Regions from separate parts of the Sus scrofa genome. Here region 2 is linked to region 1. The links are chromatin contacts, called in public HiChIP or PLAC-seq maps. All regions are on one chromosome and are shown on one strand. The core of a region is the stretch at or near the end of the contact, and the rest is flanking DNA. Distances in the headings are between cores, read along the strand shown.

Evidence for each region. HiChIP or PLAC-seq counts read pairs in DNA pulled down with a chosen protein or histone mark.
Region 2: a contact with region 1 is called in an H3K27ac HiChIP or PLAC-seq map of alveolar macrophages. The contact joins the promoter of DYNLT1 here to the promoter of WTAP in region 1. A contact is called at or near these places in 1 of 5 promoter capture datasets (liver) and 1 of 2 datasets of contacts at active chromatin or transcription factors (alveolar macrophages).

Annotation. Positions count from the first base shown.
Region 1 is chr1:7,650,011-7,653,804 of Sscrofa11.1, forward strand. WTAP (WT1 associated protein) reads right to left here and starts at 1,581. Exons shown (of 8, transcript NM_001244241.1): 1 at 1,400-1,581. It overlaps LOC102157641, which reads left to right and starts at 630. Exons shown (of 5, transcript XM_013992444.2): 1 at 630-633; 2 at 759-924; 3 at 1,025-1,197; 4 at 1,271-2,081. The coding sequence starts at 630.
Region 2 is chr1:8,553,938-8,557,731 of Sscrofa11.1, forward strand. It overlaps DYNLT1 (dynein light chain Tctex-type 1), which reads left to right and starts at 2,146. Exons shown (of 5, transcript NM_001145385.1): 1 at 2,146-2,203. The coding sequence starts at 2,177.

The DNA.
Region 1 (3,794 bases), core at 331-2,830:
TGCTCGTGATTTCTTTTCCCAACTTGCCTAATCGGACGCTACTGAATGACAGGTGTAAATAAATAAAATGCAGGCATCTTGCAATTTTTTAACAGAGCTTTAAATACCTCTATGTTTATGTCACAGAAACCTTAACAGTCAAAATTTTAAAATAAAAAACTCAGTGGATAATCACTTCCACTGTACGCCTGACACTCATGTAACATTGTAAATCAACAATTCAAGTTTTCTTTAAAAGTGCAAAAAACCCGCTTAGAACTTGGGGTGAAAGACCTGTGACTTCCACTTTTCTTCTTCAGCAATGGAATTAATTAAATTCTGAGATGGAAAACGAGAGGAGCAACTCAGGACTGTAACATACCCATGGAAGTATTTTTCTATCTCGGGCAAAAGAACAGTTTCCTACTTCACAATCAGGGTTCCTTAGGATTTTCACATAGTCCTTTGGGATCAAACAGCCAAGTGACTTCATCAAAACAAGAACCTGGACTTTCCCACTGAGGTGTTCCCCACTGACTAGAGAAACAGGGTTCTAAGAAATTAAAAACAGCTTTATAGGAATCCAAGACGAGAGTTTAAAATGCTATGAAGATCTCGGGCTCAAAAGAGCATGTATTTTAAAAACCACGATGCGTGCAATCATTTGAAAATGGAAGTCCACAAGAAAACGCAGCGGCGGTAATACCCCACTGCGCGACGTGAAATTCGGTCAACGAACGCTGCTTTCCCTCCCCTGCTGAGCTCGTGGGTGCCGCCAGACCGCGGGATCCGCTCGAAAGGAGGTGGGCGCCGGCGGCACCGAGGCGGGGACGGGACGCGCGCCGAGGGGGCGGCCTCCCGGTGCCGCCGGCCCGCGGGAGCGCCCACCTCGCCCTCGGGCCCGGAGACGGAGAGCGAAGGTAAAATGGCCTCGGGGCGGCGGAAGTGTGCCCGCAGCAGGAAGGCGGCGCGGCTAACGGGAGGCTGGCGGGCCCGGGGACCCCGAGTCGCCCTCCGTGCCCTGTCCGCCCCTTTGCCGGGCCAGGCGGCCGCGCCTCAGCCCCGGGGACCCTGAGGTCCTCGCCGCCGCTCTGGCCGGGGCCCGGCCCGCACCTACCTCTCCGGACGGAGGCCGCGCGGGCGCCGCCCAGTCACATAGGCCGACCGCGCGCCGCCGCTCGCTGCCCGGGCCGCCCGACCGCGCTGCCGCCGGCCCCCGCGCGCCTCCTCCCGCCGCAGCCCTGGCGCTCCCCTTTATTTGCGGGTCTCGCTGCCACAAAATGGCGCTGAGGGAGGAAGCGAGGCCCCGTCGCCCCACCCCCTTCCCCGCTCCTCCCGCCGCGCCGCCCCGCCCCGCGCCGCCGCCGCCGCCGGCGCCCGCCCTTCTCCATCCCGCCATGTTCGCGCTCGGCCCGCTCACCGACGAGTCACCTCCCGGACGCGGACGCAGCGACCCGCCCGCCAGGCCCCGCCGCGGAGAGGAAAGACGAATGGAAGGCGCCCGCTGGGGGCCTCGAGGCGCTCGGGGAGGAGCTGCGCCTAGTGGCACGGCCCGCGGCCGCCCCAGCGCTTCCAGCTCGGCGGGGGCGGGGAGGGAAGCGGGCCGCGGGGAGGGGTGAGCCGCGAGGTCGCAGGTCAGCCGCGGGGCATCACGGGAAGGCCGGCGGGGGTCGCGCTCGGTGGCGCTGGTTGGACGCGCTCGCTGGGCCACCTGCGGCTGCAGCGCGGCCTCTGGCGGAGGAATCTGGGCGAAGGCGGCGCGTGATTGGCCGCGTCTTGGTGCAGCTCCCAGCCGTGGTGCTTCCGCGTGCTGGCGGCCAGGTGCGACCTCGGCAGCGGGCCGTGGGCTGGGCGGCTGGGCAGTGTGGACTCCGCGAGGCCTCACTAGGTTTTGAGAATTTAGAAACCGGGGCTCCCTCTTTCTTCGGGAAGGACGGCCTCTTGGACGCTTGGTTTGTCCCCGCCTTGACATCTCGAGGCGCAACCGGGGAGCTATTGTTGTCTAGCGGAGAGGTTGTGCGTATGTCAGCAGCCCTAGGGGCACCTTGGTCATCCAGAAACAAGGGACCGGAGAACCTTGGAAGGTTTTTGAACCTAGTAATGTAAGTTTTAAAATTTGAATATATTCAGGTAATTCTTTTAATTTGGCTGGTATTATCTAGCCTTACCCAAACCATTTATCCTCAGGACGTGTGCTGGAATGAGATAATCTATAAGGATAGTATTAAAGTGTGTTCAAAGACCAAAATCCGAAGAGAAAAATGGGCAAGGCATGAATAGACATTTCACACCAAAGAACAGCAATGATCCTTAAATATGAACGGTTGTTTGTCCTCGCGCGTAATGGAAATGCACATTGGAATTCTACGAATAAACCGTGCTCATTAACCTTCTGGTAGGAATTGGAAAGTGATTCAAGCCCTATGGAGTACCAAGATTATATATGCACTTATTCACATGTCTTGCAAATTCCACCTCTAACCCTAACCTGATTCTGAAAATACATCCTCACATACAGAAATAACATGTAGGCAAGGTTTCTTGTTGCACTGTCCTCACAGAAGTTTAGAAATCGGAGTTCCTGTTGTGGCTCAGCGGTTAACAAACCCAACTAACATCCATGGGTTCGATCCCTGGCCTCCCTCAGTGGGTTATGGATCTGGCGTTGCTGTGGCTGTGGTGTAGGCCGGCAGCTACAGCTCTGATTTGACCCCTACCCTGGGAACCTCCGCATGCTGCGGGTGCAGACCTAGAAAGACCAAAAAAAAGAGAAAAAGAAATAACCCATATGTCCGTTAGTAGGGAACTGGCTATACATGATCCATCCCTACCATGGGGTATGGGATACAGTACAACCATAAAGTATGAGGATAATATTTATGTGTTGCTATGAAATGCATCCCAACCTATATGGAAAATTGGAAGCATATCTTAGAAACAGTAAAAATGGTCATTCATCTAGGAGTTCCTGCTGTGGTGAAACTGGCAAAGGTTGGGGGGGGCATCATGGGAGCATCGTGTGGCAGGTTTGGTCCCTGGCCCCTCACAGTGGGTTAAAGTTCCAGTGTTGCCGAAGTTGCAGCAGCTCAGGAACTCCATATGCTGTGGGGTGGCCAAAAGTGGAAAAGAAAGAAAGAAAGAAAAATAAGTGGTTATCTGCGGAAGTTCCCATGTGGCTCCGCAGGTTAAATGTCCGGTGTCGTCACTGCGGTGGCTCAGGTTGCTGCTGTGGCATGGGTTTGATCTCTGGCCCCTGAATTTTGCATGCTGTGGGGACGGGACAAAAGGGGGTTACATATAGAGGGTGGTGGAGGAGAAAGAAAAGCAACACTTTTTCTGAATTTGAACTTTTAAAGTTTTATATAGCAGAGAAAGTAAATTTAAAAGGAAGCAAAAGTTGATAGCAAATTAAGCTTAACTCTGAGTCACATTGGTAGCGTAACTGTGTTGTTACACAGAGAAAAGGATTATTTCCCCAGGACTTTTGGACAGGGTACTCTAAGAGAATTATCTGGTGGGATATAGTCTAAGGATGAGAAAGAAGTGCAAAGGAATCTTTAGCTTCACTCTGTTTTATAATTAATGGTAGTAGTATTGTTGCTGTGGCTTTGAAACTATGTGTATTGTAGGATAATGCAAATAATTTAATTTTATTTTCTTTTTATGGTTGCCCCCAGTGACATATGGACATTCCTGGGCTAGAGCCTGAATCAGAGCTGCAGCTGCCAGCTGATGCCACCACATCAGATTTGCTGTTGCCACACTTGTGACCTTCACCACAGCCTCTGGCCATGCCAGATCCTTAACCCACTGAG
Region 2 (3,794 bases), core at 896-3,395, 900 kb after region 1:
CTGGGTTCCCCTCTTTGCCTGGCAATTAAAGCTACTTTTTCTGTTTCCTCCAAGTCTGTCTCCATGTTTCTATTTGGCATCGGGGTACAGAAGCAGGTGAGATTTTGGCAACACTATCCCAGTAGCCATTCAGGACACATTTGAATTAGGAAGTTCTTAAAAGGCTGCAGAGCAACTTAGAAAAGATGTCCGGAACCTACTCAGAACCTGTTCACTCTTGCTTTGCACATAATTCTAAGACACACAGCTAGTGGGCCTCTGGGGCCACCACAGAGTAGCCGAGGAGAATTAGAAGAGAGTGGGAGGGGTTCCCATGTAGCTCAGTGGTAACAGACCTGACCTGTATCCATGAGCATATGGGTTTGATTCCATGGCCTTGCTCAGTGGGTTAAGGACCTGTTGTTGTGGTGTAGGTCACACATGTGGCTCGGATCCAATATGGCTGTGGCTGTGGTATAGGCTGCAGCTGCAGCTCCAATTCGACCCCTAGCCTGGGAACCTCCAGATGCTGCAGAGGCAGCCCCCCAAAAAGAAATGCCAGACATAGAATCATATGGAGACTGAGGTTCGAGGCTGAAACACTGGAACAGGTGAGCTGAAGCCACATAACAGGAAGAAACCAAAACTCAAAAGAGAGAGAGAGTTAAGAATTGGAGCGAACAGCCTGTCCCCACTGAGCAGGTCCCCTTGCTCAGGTCAGGTGTTCAGGGCAGGGCCCTCTCGTGCCTTTCACTCTCTGCCCTCCTCTGTGCCCCCCTTTCCCACAAGGAGGCAGGCGACTGCACCTCCCTCTACTCAGTTCTCTGCAACTGGGTATAAAGCGGAACTAATGTGTGGGGAGATGAGTCACTCAATACATTTTTTTTTTTGTCTTTTGTCTTTTGAGGGCCGCACCCACAGCATATGGTGGTTCCCAGGCCAGGGGTCCAGTCAGAGCTACAGCGGCCAGCCTAAGCCACAGCCCCAGCATTGCCAGATCTGAGCCGTGTCTGCGACCAACACCACAGCTCATAGCAACACCAGATCCCTAATCCACTGAGCAAGGCCACAGATCAAACCCGCAACCTCATGGTTCCTAGTTGGATTTGTTTCCGCTGTGCCACAATGGGAACTCCTTCAACACATTTTAAATTAAAATATTTACCATGTACAGTGAAAGGGGCAGGGGATACATTGGTGAATAAAATGGATTTTGCCAGCATGGAACTTAGATTCTAGAAGTGGAAACAAGGGCTGCAGATGTGACTGAACGTGGGCTCTACCGCTTCATTCTACCCAGACTCAGGGTGCTGTGGTCAGCCCTTCCTAGGAGGAGGAAGTGGGTTTTAACTCCTGGGATTTGGTGAGGTAAGAAGTGACATTTGACTTCGAAGGCGTGGTTAAAAGAAAACAACAGAGAAAGTAGCCCCAAAGTCAAAGGTCTGAGCCTCACTCACATGCAAGCAGGTGCATAGACCCAGCTATTCCTGGAGAGAATCCAGAGCCCAGAGCAATTACTAATTTTTATAACGACCCTATACAAGTTAAGTGTACGTCTAGGTCATGCTGCTTAAGGCAATCACAAAGTATGCAGCATTTTACATTTTCCAACCAAAAGGCCTTTTTTTTTTTTTTTAATGGTGCTTGAAGAAAAAAAAAAAAAGAATCTCATTTATATGAAAAACTTACCTCCCCCAAAGGAAGGTTTCGTTTAGAACTAAAGTTCCTGATCCTGGATCCCCAAGGGGACTGCAAACACTATCTCAGACTTCCCATCATGTTGAGAAATCACTTTGCAGTCTGTACTAGGTGTCCAAACCCGCTTGAACGTTCAAATTAACCCACCCAGTACAAACTGGAGGGAGGGGCCGGGAAGACTCTCCCCCTCCCGGACTGGCTTGTCCGTTTGTTTTGTTTCAGTTGCAGCGGCCCAGGGAGCTGCCGGGACACCGGGGTGGGGCTCCCGCGGTAAACACCCCCACCCCCACCCCGGAGAACCAGAGCGGCAAGGGCTCATCCCAAATACCCGCCGGGCGGGCCAGGGCGGCACAGGCCCCAGGGTAAGGGCGGCGCCCTAGAGCGGCCTGGGCGGGGCCCTAGGGGAGGGCGGGGCCGGACGCGAGCGCGGGGCGGGGCCTGAGTGCGCCTGCGCAGTGCGCTCCACTCAGGGAGGCGGAGGCGACTCGCAGGAGGGAAGATGGAAGACTACCAGGCTACCGAGGAGGTAACGGCCGTGTCGACGGCGGGAAGGGCGGAGGCTGGGAGTTCCGGGTGCGGGTGGGCGGCGGCCGCCAGGGGCGTGTGCCGGCACCCGGGCTGTGTCGGGATGTGGGGGGCGGCCGTCCCCGGCGCCGGCTGCCTGCAGCGGTGCCCTGCGGCGCGCTTCCCGGCGAACCCCCGCCCGGCGGACTCCCGGCGTCGTTGTCCTGCCCAGGGCGGGGCTCGGGGGCGGGGCGTGAAGGCGCGCGCGCCGCGTGCGTCCCCGGGAGAGCGCGGTCCCTCGCCCCTCTGATTCCGTGTGCAGACCCCGCCCTGGGGTGGGGAAGACGGAGGCCGCTGGTGCGTCCGCTGGCTGAAATTTGCAAGACTCCGCAGTGAGCAGCATGCGCGACCCGCACGTACAGTTATATCTTCCAAGTCCGTCCAGTCGGGCAGATTTGATGCTCAGGCGGTGGGCAAAAGGCACACGTGTACCACAGGAGAACCTGCCTTTGTCTTTGGTTCTACACCTGTTCTCTGCTGGCCTCACTCCCACCCAGGCCACCATACGTACATTTCCGCTTGAGTTTGAGCTGTAGGAAGCTTCTGTTTGTGGGGAAAAAAGCCACCTCTTATTGCCCCAGTGGAGCAGCAGCATAAAGCATACAGTAATTTGCCCAGCAGAAGCCATTCATCGTAACAGTGTGTTGTTACCTGGCTTTGCTTCAAGCTTATGAGCATTCAGGGAATATTATACCAAGGGAACTGCTCTTAGAGAAGAATAAGTTGCCCGTCTTTTTGCTAAATAATTCTTGTTGAAATACAGATGAATGGAGTCCTGTGTATTATGCAGCCTGTCAGAAATAAAAAGTGTAGATAAATACGGTAAGGTTTGATATTTTTACCATTTTCGAAATTTACGCAAGAATGTTTTGAGGGGAAAAGAATATATATGTAAGGCCTAAGGACTGATCTCAGAGTTTCAATTTTTATCTAGTTTCCTACCTAGCACAGCTTTCTGTGGCAATGTCGTCAGCAGTGTTTGAATGATGGTAGCGACCAGGGGTCATTGGGAGAAACGGTGGTTCAGGAGCAGCTAGCCAAGGGAAGCTTTTCCCTGTAAGCTGTTAACTCCTATCATATTGGAAAAAGGCTTGTATGATAGGAATATTGAGTAAAACTTTAAGAAGGAAAATGGCAATGTAGAAAGAAGCCTGGTATCCTGGCATTTTGTTTCTCTGCACCTTATCCTGGCTCTCACCAGGGAGGTGGCTAAGTGACTTCATTATTCCAGATCTCAACTACGTATCTGAGAACAAAGGAGCTGAACGTGATGGGTGTTGTGCGCAGGATAAGGCCCGTGTATCCTTGTCTGCCTTCTAGAGGGCCTGCCCTCGGTATCCACACCACTCCTCCCAACAGCCTCTGCAGAGCAAACTTCATGTAGTTACCTGGAGCTCTGTAACTCTCCTCTTGGTCCATGGTTATCTGTCCTTGGAAGTTGGAACTGCCCAGTGGTTTGTGCAACTGCTGTACTTTCCACTAAAAGCCCATTGAAATGCCCTTCACCCTTTTTCATATTTTAACCGCAGGGACTTTCCTGTATGGTTTAGGGT